3 separate regions of the Mus musculus genome follow, and regions 2 and 3 are each linked to region 1. Evidence: chromatin contacts called from public Hi-C data. All regions are on one chromosome and are shown on one strand. The core of a region is the stretch at or near the end of the contact, and the rest is flanking DNA. Distances in the headings are between cores, read along the strand shown. Region 1 has its middle 43 kb from the start of Gm29543. Region 2 has its middle 37 kb from the start of Poc5. Region 3 overlaps Sv2c (synaptic vesicle glycoprotein 2c).

Region 1 (4,137 bases), core at 716-3,215:
GGAGAGACCCAGTCAGGTAGATTGCATATGCCCAGCTGCGTGGATTTGGCTTCCTAGCTCTCACAAAGTGATGGCCTTGAGCCATGTCCCCATCAAGGGCAGGTCTCCTCTAACGCATGTGACATCACTTTTCACAATGAGTCAGCAGCACTTATTTCTACTGGCCCCTCTCAACGGCTTTGGATGGGTGGGAAAACAATTCATGTTTAGGCAGAGATGTAAACTTTCCCAAAAGAGACTTGACAATGAAAGAAATCAAATCTCTGACCAAAGCTATCTGCCTTTCTAGAAAACTAATCACCCCACTTTAAGTATGTAAATGTCTATTCCTAAGATTATATGAGCTCTCTTGATGGCTATGTATATTAAGAATTAAACCCTTTTTAGTTATGTAAAATTTACTGGAAATTTTTTGTTTGTTTGTTTGTTTGTTTGTTTGTTTTAAGAAGTACTAACCAGTACCCCCAGAGCTCCCTGGGACTAAACCCCAAACCAAAGAAAACACATGGTGGGACCCATGGCTCTAGCTCCTTATGTAGCAGAGGATGGCTTAGTCGATCATCAATGGGAGGAGAGGACCTTGGTCCAGTGAAGATTCTATGCCCCAGTATAGGAGAATGCCAGGGCCAGGAATGGGAATGGGTGGGTTGGGGAGCAGGGGGAGAGGGGAAGGGATAGGGGATAGGGGATTTTCAGAAGGGAAACTAGGAAAGGGGACAGCATTTAAAATGTAAATAAATAAAATACCTAATAAAAAAAGAAATAGGTAATTATAAAATTTCCCCGATCAAATGGCTTCCTTGGGCTTTCAACCCTATGCAGTGATTCCCATTCAAACTGGAGCCGAAGATCACCTGGATGAAAATCTGTCTCCGGAGCTGGGGATCCTATCCAGTGAAACTCTAAAAGTGTTGCTGATATTGAGAGCACACTCACTTCAGGAACTCGCTGCCAAGGCAGACTCTAGCTGATGGATATACACATAGCTCTAGTAAAGGATGACAAATTAAACTCTAAACGGACATTCTGCCGACGTTTACCCCTAATAAACTATGGCAAATGGCCAAGGAAGGACAGAGGCAGACTACCCTGACTATCTTCATTTTAACTCCTGAGCTTATAGGAAAGCCAGGTATTTATTTCCTTCTCCATGAAGTTACATTGTGTGTGTGTGTGTGTGTGTGTGTGTGTGTGTATTTCCCAGACTAATAGCTAATTTGAAGAAATTTCTTTGGATTTTTAAGTCAGTCAACCTCTTTTCTATGCCCATTTTACCCCTGATATCACAGAGCTTTCCTAACAGAAATTGGCTACCTAATCATCACGTTGGATGGAGATGGTAAATGGGACCAAATCCCTTAGAAAAGGTTATATCAGAATCCTGGATTAGGTCTGTAGTTTTAAATTATCTCCTCTATTCACGTCCCACAACCCTAATTGAAAATGATCAAACGTTAATGCTTTGACTGGCTTCCTTGAGACCACACAGAAACCAGGTAGACCTTTTCTTTTTCCTATTTATTTATTTATTGTTCTATCAAATACACAAGTTCTTGGTCACCATTTCACATTCCTCTGGGTTTCCAGCTACAAGCATGTATTATAAACAGTGTTGCAAATTGTGCCTATAGAAGTTCATGGGCTTAATGTCTCAATATAGAGGATAAATTTTGGATGATTTTTTTTTCAAAATTACAGACTTTTAGTAGATGAAATGACATTTTAAAGAATGTTTATTCTAATACATTTTCTTACAGGGAAGAGAACTCCAAAGCAATGGGCTACTTCAGATGTTAGATGGAGCTTCCAAAAGGCCTGTTTCCTACACTGTTTGAATAAACAGCCCTGCAGCTTGCAAAAAGGCATCACGCCATCAGAGCATATTAGTCTCCTGGCTGCCTTGCTCAGAGTAACTCTGCACCTCTTGACTGAATGCTCGCTGGCAGAATTCCCAGTCAGGAATGCCCCACAGCCATCTGCTCTATCTCTGATACCCCTTAGTGTTCCAGCGGGCCAGCAATCTCCCAGCGTGCTACTTGGTTGCTTGAATTACTATAAAGGGGCATTGTAAAAAAGAATTGCTATGTACTCAAGGCGTGTGTTCCGTTTTTATGTTGCGATATTTTATTATCCCTTGCTGCCCTGCATTTTCAAGATGACTTTCCTCTTTATTGTAAACATGCACAGATGGAGTGTAGGATGGGGCAGAGTGAGAAGACTGGCTCCCTGGAGCAGTGCTGAGGGGGAGCCCTCACTGGGGAACCGAGCCTTGTCTTTGCTCTACTCTACTATCAGCTAAAGTTACAATTCTGAGCAAGATGCTCTCCTTTTATCTTGTATTAAATTTTTCCCCACAGAATGGACCCTACAAAATAAAGGGATGGTACTACATCTAAAATCAAATTTAAAAGACAATGACTTATAATCCCGAAATTTATTTATAATACATGTGGAAAAGGATTAATATCTATATTAGTTAGGGTTTTACTGCTGTGAACAGACACCAGGACCAAGGCAAGTCTTATAAAAAAACAACACTTAATTGGGGCTGGCTTACAGGTTCAGAGGTTCAGTCCATTATCATCAAGGTGGGAGCATGGCAGCATCCAGGCAGGCATGGTGCAGGAGGAGCTGAGAGTTCTATGTCTTCATACAAAGGTTGCTAGTGGAAGACTGACTTCCAGGCAACTAGGGTGAGGATCTTATGCCTACACCCACAGTGACACGCCTACTCCAGCCAGGTCACACCTATTCCAACAAGGCCACACCTTCAAACGGTGCCACTCCCTGGTCCAAGAATATACAAACCATCACAATATCCTTAACAAAGAGCTCTGGCAAATTGGTGAAAAAAGAAAGCAGAAAAGCCTCTACCCAATACCCAAGAATAACAATTAAGACAGCCCTTGGTACAAGTTATTCCCTTTGGAATTATTACTCAGAGAGGTCCCATGGACTCCCAAACATTACAAGCTACTGCGACTGCTCATGGTTATAGTTCAGAAATTGACAGCCAAACCCTACTGCTGGGGACCGGGCAGGCTTCAGTCATAGGATGTAGAAAATCAAGCTGGGACAGGACTAAAGCTTTTATCCGATTGGCTAGCTTCCACAGTGCAGGAAAGTGCATTCAAGCTACTAGAGGAGAAAATTGATCATCAGTCATATCCAGACACAAACCTTTTGAGCTATAATAATGACTGCCCAGGAGAGACATACCCAACTGGCGTAATAGTAGCACAAGTATCATGGTAGGAGCCAAACACTTTCTGATTTGATATAAGTTCCATTCCACAGGATGAAACCCATGCCTGGCACCAGTCCCAGGCCAAGAACCTATGGCGAGACAGGTCATAGGCCCTGGGGGGGGGGGGGGGAGAACCCACTATTTTTATGCTGCTAAGTAGCCATGATATTGAACTGATTCTTGGCAACTTACTGTTATTCCCACGGAGCCATGCATCTTAACCTTCACCCGAGAATCTTGTGTTTACAGTAGTTAGTGACCCTCAAGTAGCCAAGGTGCAGAGAGTGAGAGAGTGCAGAATGCGCTGTCTTAAAGGGAACATGTATACCACAATCTTCTTAAAAGGCTCAGGGATCCTTGTGGAAGGGAAGGAAGAAGGAGTGTAAGAGCTTAAAGCAATGGAGGACTACAAGAAACATCTAGACACAGCAGGACAGCCGCACTTATGAGCTCAGTAGCTGTAAAAGCATGTACAAACCCCGTGCTATCCCGGCTAGACCAAACTCCAGTGGGGAGATGTGATGCGAGCCCTAAATCCTACTGCTAGTTCTGGGGATAGTGGCAATCATTAGCTGCTGAAAGAGGGAGAGTAAGTTAGACACGCTCCAACAGAAGTCCACACAGCTAAGAATATTTGGGCAGCACAGATTGGTCTCGAAGGATTTTTTTCCCCCTCTTTTAAGATGGCACGAAGTTGGGAGGGTAGGGAAAATGATTCATTGGGCAAGAGTTAGGGAGAAGTATAACAAAAATACAGATGGAACTCTCAAAGGACCAGGAAAACTAGGTACAATAGGCAAAATAGGTACAATAGGAAAGGATAAGTCTAGGTCTATATAAGACAATAGACTATTGATTATGATTATTATAAGAAAACAAGTCCCTTGTTT
Region 2 (4,137 bases), core at 887-3,386, 180 kb after region 1:
ATGTTTCTCATAACTTAGAAATGAAATTGAGTCAAAGTAGAGAAACTAAATTAAATTGATGCCGTTTCTAATTAAGAATTCAAATGTTTGAGGGACCATGGCGATGGCTTGGTTGGTAAAGTACTTATTGTATAGACATTAGGACCTGTGTTCAGTACCCAGTACTGTGGAAGAGCCAGGCCTGGCAATACTGCCAGTGCTGTACTCCCAGGGCTACGAGGCAGACAAGAGAATCCCTAGGCTTTGCCAGCTATCCAGTCTAGCCACACCAGTCAGCTCCAGATTCAGTAACATTCTGTTTTAATAAATAAGGTAAGTGGAAAACAATTGAGGAAGGCATTTGACACTAACATATGGCTTCCTTATACAAGCACACCCATACACATGTGCACTGGCATGCATGCACAAATATATGCCACATACATGACAAAATTTAGATTTAAAACAATTTTATGGTGAATATTTTTCAAACAGGATCTCACTGGGCAGCCCAAGATTGCCTGAAAGTTACAATGACTCTCCTGCCTCTACCTCCTGAATGCCAAAATTACATATGTAAACCACCTCATCAAACTTTTAAATAAACGTCAACTGTATCCTTAAGCAAAATGATTTTGCTCTGAGGACATAGATATTTTTCAGTATACCTGTAGGCATTAAATTACCAACTTGAGTTGTCTACTTCCCCACACAAACCAAGTATCTTAATGAACATCTTTTCTTCTAAGGTACTTTTTCAAATATGAAAGTAGTATTAATACATCCATATTGTCTTGGCCCTGGATTTTTAATGGCATTTCAAAGGAGGTTTTAAACAAGTGTAACTATAACACTGCCCTGTATAAGAGCAGCATCTATTTTATATTTTCTTTCACAATCATAGTATCACATGGAACTGGGAACAGAGGCTATGAGGAGCAGAGTGTAATGGGTCATGATGACCATTTCAGAACAGCTCGACCCTCCTCGGAGCCTTCGAGCAGGCTGCGTGAGCTGAATTCAGAAGCAGAGAGGATGGATCGTACTGCAAGCTGTACAGTTAAGCTGGGCAAGTGTGTGTGTGTGTGTGTGTGTGTGAGAGAGAGAGAGAGAGAGAGAGAGAGAGAGAGAGAGAGACTGACTCACGTAAAATTACCCCAATGAAAGAAATGTATTTTTTGTGTGTGCATTTCTTAATACAAAGCACTCTAAATCACTAGCACGTTTAGTTCCCATTGTTGGCCACTAATGGAACAAACTGCATTTCTCTACCATCTTACCGTGTCACAATTCCTGCACCCTTGTGAGTAGAATTATTACTACTATGGCAGAGCAACTGAATGTTAATGTTTGAAGGCAAAAGGGATGTCAAAATATGAGGTTATAATCCATTGTCCTCATGTTCCAAATGTACCACACTTGGGTTTGAGAGAGATGAGAAAAATCTACCGCTTTTTGCCTTGTCCTGGATTTTAATACCCTTAAGGGGCAGACTGCCCTTGTCCTAGCTCCTTGGCAGGAATTCTCATTGAGTCCGGGACCACTTTAGTCCAAATTAAGATTTTTCAAGCTATGCGCAGCATCAACAAGCTCTTAATGAACAGTAACTTCCCGCATCCTGGAAAATCACCTCCTTTCCGTTTGACACAGGATTTCAGTTCCTTGCCTGGGGATAATAAGCTAATGGATTTGGGTGCAGGATGATAACAAAGAATATGTGAAATCTGTCAATGCTTTTTTTTTTTTCCACTATGGTGATTCCCACCAACCCTCACTGACTGCCTGGGAATGCAGCGTACTATAATGAAATCCTTCATCAGGAGCGATTTTTGAAATACCCCTTGGTTGCTTAAGAACCATTTCAGACAGAGAGATTTAGTCGCTTATCAAGCATATTTGTCTATTTTTTTTCCTGTGAAAACAAACCAGAAATCTTTTCATTACTCCTTTTCTTCCTAGCTTGAATCCGCCCAGGCAGAACTGTCATGCCCCCTTTTTTCCTGCACTGTGACTTGCCAAACCATTTCTGATTGAAAGACACAAGCAAGAATTTAATGGTGTGGAACAAGCGAGTCAGCCGTCTCTGCAGTGCACCCCATCACAATGAGAACGTCTTCCTATGACTCAGAGTGAATCAGATGGAAAGAAAAATAACAGCACAAACAGCAGCTTTGGAAATAAATGGCGACGTGTGCCTTGCACGAACCAGGCTGCCGTGAAGACCACGCTAAGGAGACCTGGCCGGGCTGCCTTCTGCTTTCTCCAAGGAACGGACAGAATGGGCAGCAGACTTTTCTTCCAGAAGAAATCAAAGCATGCACAGTTGTTTAGGCGGACTTGGGCCAAGGAAAACATTTGCCTGTATTCTCCCAAGCTACATGTTGTGGTGACATCATTGGTATATGCCGAAACACCTTATTTGCATTTGATTTTCTGTTTTGTTTTGTTTGTAGAGGTGGGTTTGGGGTGTTTTTGGTTGGTTGGTTGGTTTTTGTTTGTATTGGGTTTTGGGGTGTGTGTATGTGTGTGTGTGTGTGTGTGTGTGTGTGTGTGTGTATTTTGTTTTGAGATAAGGTCTCACTGTGTGGCCTTGGCTATCCTGGAACTCACTACATAGACTAGGCTGACCTCCAATTCACAGAGATCCACCTGCTTCTGCCTCCCAAGCCCTGGAACTAAAGGCGTGCACTACCATGCCCAACTTGCATTTTGATTTTATTTTAAAGATTTATTTATTTATTATATATAAGTACACTATAGCTGTCTTCAGATGCACCAGAAGAGGGCATCAGATCTCATTACAGATGGTCGTGAGCCACCAAGTGGTTGCTGGAAATTGAACTCAGGACCTCTGGAAGAGCAGCCAGTGCTCTCAACCACTGAGCCATCTCTCCAGCCCACATTTTGATTTTTAACTGCTCTTTTTATGAATGGAATGAATAAGTGATTGATAGATAATGAAATAAAGTCATATATGATTGTCATACAGGAGGGCTCAAAATATAAATTATACATTATATATTTATGTATATAAGATAATATATTATAGAGCATATTTTAAATATTTAAAATGTTGACAGATCTATACATTGACATATATAGTGAAAGGAAGAATTCTATTGAAAACCAGGACATCTCTGACTAGGAGTAGCTAGCAAGCTTGCCTGTTAACCCAGCCATGGCTAACAGCTCATGCTTGCCTACCCTTCCTACTAGTTTTGCACCCTCATTTCTGTTCGCACTGCCTCCTGGGTCCTCGTTCCTATGCGACACATCTCACACACTATTTGACTACACGGTGAGTTGTGGAACTGGTAGGAGGGACCAGCTGGAGGCCAGGCAGTCTATGAGTGGCAACGGAGGACAGCTCCTTCCATCTTTGCTGCTTGTCCTATTAGCCTCTCTCCCTGACTCACAGGAGGGTGTTTCAGCTGCAGCTGGGGAGAGGGAGAAATTGAGAAGCAAAGTGATTCCATGTCAGAGGCCCACTCCATTCCAGTGCCTCGGCGGCCCACAGTGTGAACCCTGTAGAAAAGAAGACAGGAGATCTTAACCTAGCATTTAGCTCTTGCTATCTGCCAGAATAGAGGCTCAAAATGCAAACTTGATAACCCTAGGAACTGAGAAATAGGATTACACAAAATATTCAAATATATTCAGCACACCAAAGGAAATATCAGCCACGCGAAAAGGCAGGCTACAGAATGGGAGAAACATCTTTGCAAGCTATACTTGAAACAAGAAGTTAATATATAGAATATAAATTACTGCAAAGTTAAACACACCAGAATGCCCAAAATATCATCACATCAATAAATGGAAAAAAATTAAAGAAGTCTTAAAAGAGAAAAAAAATATGAGCAATAAATATTTAAATGCATTAAACATCTTTAAACTGTACAGAAATGCAAATTAAGAATCATTTGAGGGGGGTTGGAGAGATGGCTCCATGGTTAAGGACACTGGCTACTCTTCCAGAGGGCCTGAGTTCAATTCCTAGCAACCACATGATGGCTCGAAAGCATCTATGTGATCAGATTCCCTCGTCTGGCACGCAGGAGTGTACTCAGATTACTCAGACATAAAGGTAAGTAAATCTTTTTATTTTAAAAGAATAATTTGAAATTCTGTCTCCCCATTCAGAACAGCTGTCATCAG
Region 3 (4,137 bases), core at 464-2,963, 130 kb before region 1:
TTCTCTTTCAAATTATTGCAGAATTCTACTGAGTAATTTTGTTCCACTTTTAATTCTTCAGTAAACATGTGACAGAAAATAATTTTATTCTAGGGGCTGAGGTGGTGGTACAGTGGGTAAAGTGAAGTCATGAAACCCCGAGTTTGCATCCCCAGCACCCATATAATAAGCCAGGCTTGGTAACATATGTCTATAATCCCACCACTGAGAGGCAGAGACAGGTGAATTCTGGGCAATGAACTGGCCAGACAGTTTAGCTGAAACTGTAAGTTCAGGGTTCAGTGAGAGATTCTGCCCCCAAAAATAAGGCAGAAAAGCAATAGAGGAAGACATCCAGACTTCAAGCTGTGGCCTCCACATGGGCACCCAATGTATACAACGCACAAACACATGAGTATAAAGAATATTTTAACTACTTTGATTCTAGCTTCTCCACAGTGTAATTATCAAACAATCCTTTTATCTCCACCTTTCATTTATGTTAGGAACTGAGAAATTATGTGAAAAATAAGTAAGGAGGAGGTGGGAGACTCACTGTAAAGTTACATGTTCTGGGCAGATGATAAGCAAGACTCAGAAACCACCAGGACCAGGCTCTAGCAGTTTTTATTCAGAGGAGCGTTAGGGGCATATGCAAAGAACAGTGCATGAAGACAGAGCACTCATGTACATCAATCAATCAATCAATCAATTAATCAATCTTTAAGGAGCAGCAGCCATCATGTTTAGGGTTTGGTGTACACAGTCAAGAATCATTTCTGGTAGAATTTTAGATACAGCAAGCCTGGTGGGTATGACCATCAGCTTTTGAGCCTGACAGCGTGGGTTTGAAAGCTGGCTAGATCACTCACTGTGTGCCCTTGGGTAGCTACCACACTTTAATATGCCTTACCCTCATCATCTATAATATATAGATAATCATACCTGCATGATAGTATTTCCTCATGGGAACCAATGAGGTTTAGGTGAGTCAATTCACATAAACTGCGGAGCCCATCACCTCCCCCAAAGCAACCACAATTCAGATATTTGATAAAATATATTTTAAAAGTCTCAAAATAATAAAAAAACACACAATTTTTACTTTTTTTGATATGATCAGCAAATTATTTCTTAGGAGAAAACACTATTAAGCAGAAGATTGTATAGTTCTAAGTCAGACTAAAAATCAGCAATGCCAGGGACTGGGGACCATTTGGAAACAACAGCCTTTCTACTGCCTTGATTTTCTTTAATTAAGGGAAAACATTTTTGTAAAACAGTTGTGAAAATAAAGCTCATGGAAGAATCATAGTTGGTGGCAAGGAATTCTGCACAGCCACTGTGTTCTTGCTGGCACCATCAGCTAAGTCAGCTAATGCATTCTGCTTACAGCTTTAAAGTACACATGACTCGGCTCCACCCACATTGGGAGACATGACCTTTCTTTTGTTTCCAACACACAGGAACAAAGACATTTCACTCTCATCTCTGTTGCTATTCTATTTTCCTCCTGATCATCATGCTCAACCGTCCCTCAGTGAGCAGCTCTTAGTTCTGACATTGCCTGGCGTCCAACACATTATTATCCCCTTAATTAACAGTGACTGGAAACAAATAATTTAATTCCAGGGCAAATGAAAATGAATCAATGGTGCCAACTCCATTTCCCAGCTTTCTAATCGTCGGTAACAACAGATAAGAGGGACATGTGTTGCCTTGGTGTGAGATTCATCTGAGAAAATAAAAGACAGATGGACAATGCGCGAGGTCTCACTCCTTACCCCAACAAACACCAATGTGCCCAGCAGGAAAATCTTTATTTGGACAGAATAAACATTTAAAAACCACAGAGATCATGTATGTCAGCTGGATATCGTTATTTCATAAGAAGATACAACTCAAGACCCAGCTTGGTGAAAAGAAAAAAAAAAGCAAAAATCTGAGCCTGGCAGTGCACACCTATGATTCCAGGTCTTGAGATGCTAAGCCTGGCAGTGCACACCCATGATACCAGCTCTGGAGATGCTAAGCCTGGTAGTCACATCTATGATGCCAGCTCTCAAGATGCCGAGGCAGGCAAGAGGGTCATGTGCTTGAGGTCATTCATTCTGCGCCTCATAGAATGACTCTATCTAAGGGGTTGGAGGGGACGAGAACACACAGGAGCATATGTGTCTATTTAGAGACAGTGAAGCCATAAGTGCAGGCATATCTCAGCCTACATGGAAACCCCCTTCAATCCCGTTTGCATTCACAAACAGAATTCAGGAGGAAGACAATCAAGCCTTGGATTTGGAATGTCCAGGTGATTTAATTAAGATGTTGCAAGTTAGTGGGACTGATGATAATCATTCCTGGCTCTAAATCTGCAACATGCAGAGTGTGAGCTTGGTGACCAGGACTTCTCTTTATGTTTTAAAGTTTAAAATAAATGGATCTGGCGGGCAGATGCTCTGCCAAATGTTACTCTGCGACTGCCAGGTGCATCTCTCCCAATAGAAAATTCTGCAACCTTAGAATCAAGCAAGCACAGGATGGAGTTCTGAACTAACAAATTACCTGAACTAACAAAACATCGCTGGTAGACTCTGATGTCACTTTGTTCAACTAGAATCCAGTCATTATCCAGTCAACTCGGGGAAGCCTACTGTTATCTATCTATCTATCTATCTATCTATCTATCTATCTATCTATCTATCTATTTATTTTCTTGACGCATAAGTCATCCCCTTTGGGGAAGATTGTGAAAAATATTCACAATTAATCTTCAGTGACATAGTAGCAACCTTCTTCAGAGGGACCTGGCTTCTGCCTTTCGAGAGGATTTTGGGTATATAAAGTGGCACCAGCCTGGTACTTGACTAAGGGGCCATGATCATTTTTAAAGATGTGAGTGAAAGTTTGGTTCATTCGGTATGGAACCTCTCCGTGTATATAGATCAGGTAAGAATTTAATAGCTCTCTATCTGACTTTTGGATCTGCTTACAGAGTCAAGTCATCAGTCTATTGAGTCAGCCATTGTAATTATAGCTGGTTCTACTGGGTTTTTTGTTTGTTTGTTTGTTTGTTTGTTTGTTTGTTTTAAAGTATGATGGCTATCTTCCCTCAGGCAGTTCACATGTGGAGCAGTTGTCCTGTACATGCAGACTCCTGTGTCCATGGAGTCTGCTCAGCATAGCCTGACAATATTCTGAAAAACATTTGTTGTAGGTGAATGTTCATATGTCAGAGAGGAATATGTTGGTCTACCCTGGCTTTGGTCCACAAAACTGTGTCCTGCTGCTGTGTAGTCTGTGAGCAAGAGTTGGTGGTAACTTTTCAAACTCGGAAACCACTCTGCATGCCTTACTTCATTAAAAAGTAACTGCAGTGCCTATTAACATTGTGAAAAGAGTGTCTTTAAGTTGTTGATTGGGAGGCTAAAGAGTTATATTTCTACAAAAGTTTCCTTGTTAAAGCAGAGTTTCTCATAGTCTTATAATCAGGCCATGGGTTTTCCCACACATGGATCCAGAGGAGTGGTGTGTGAATCGATCTCTTTCAAGAAGGCAGCTACATCATTGATTCTCCTATGCCCTGCATGTGGATAGTAGGACATCTTCAGTTAACTCTGCCCCAATAGGAACTTTCAGACAGACTTACTCTACCTTCCAAAGTAGGCTCTCCCTCTAGTTTAACACACATAGGTCACCTAGACCAATAAAACCACCGTTATTTGAGACAGCTTAATCCTGGATTTAAGAGCAGTCCTTAAGTAATGGGAACAGTTGTAGTAGGTACAGTGCTTTCTTACTTAAATCTTCAAAAGAAGCATGTGGATTCAAATGTTTTTGCTGTGCAAACAGAATTCCAACCTAAGCAAAACCAGTCTCCCATAAGCCACTCATAACACATCCCTACCCTGGGAACATAGGTGTTTCAGTACCTTCATGGATTTAAAAGCAGATAACTACATTTCTTTCTTTCTTTTTTTTTAAAAAAGATTTTATTTATTATTATATCTAAGTACACTGTAGCTGTCTTCAGACACACCAGAAGAGGGTGTCAGATCTCATTACAGATGGTTGTGAGCCACCATGTGGTTGCTGGGATTTGAACTCACAACCTTCAGAAGAGCAGTCAGTGCTCTTAACCGCTGAGCCATCTCTCCAGGC

What was found. A called contact is a pair of places that touch in the nucleus more often than the background predicts.
Region 2: a contact with region 1 is called in a Hi-C map of the N1E-115 cell line, with 1.6 times the contacts expected there. The contact joins two enhancer-like sites. A contact is called at or near these places in 5 of 39 promoter capture datasets (the 3T3-L1 cell line, 3T3-L1-derived adipocytes, the HPC-7 cell line and 1 more) and 1 of 484 Hi-C or Micro-C datasets (the N1E-115 cell line).
Region 3: a contact with region 1 is called in a Hi-C map of the N1E-115 cell line, with 1.9 times the contacts expected there. The contact joins two enhancer-like sites. A contact is called at or near these places in 2 of 484 Hi-C or Micro-C datasets (the N1E-115 cell line and myocytes) and 1 of 9 other capture datasets (embryonic stem cells).

What each region holds. Positions count from the first base shown.
Region 1 is chr13:96,173,801-96,177,937 of GRCm38.p6, forward strand. No RefSeq gene overlaps it. Among named protein-coding and RNA genes, the nearest start is that of Gm29543, 43 kb to the left of the region's middle. Within about 2 kb of position 1,966, at least 55 of the 459 cell types and tissues checked have an H3K27ac peak or open chromatin away from gene starts, as enhancers often do. A contact at or near this core is called in the N1E-115 cell line, where this site is marked.
Region 2 is chr13:96,349,410-96,353,546 of GRCm38.p6, forward strand. No RefSeq gene overlaps it. Among named protein-coding and RNA genes, the nearest start is that of Poc5, 37 kb to the right of the region's middle. Within about 2 kb of position 2,137, at least 23 of the 459 cell types and tissues checked have an H3K27ac peak or open chromatin away from gene starts, as enhancers often do. A contact at or near this core is called in the N1E-115 cell line, where this site is marked.
Region 3 is chr13:96,044,103-96,048,239 of GRCm38.p6, forward strand. All of the region lies in intron 3 of Sv2c (synaptic vesicle glycoprotein 2c), which reads right to left. Among named protein-coding and RNA genes, the nearest start is that of Sv2c, 86 kb to the right of the region's middle. Within about 2 kb of position 1,714, at least 4 of the 459 cell types and tissues checked have an H3K27ac peak or open chromatin away from gene starts, as enhancers often do. A contact at or near this core is called in the N1E-115 cell line, where this site is marked.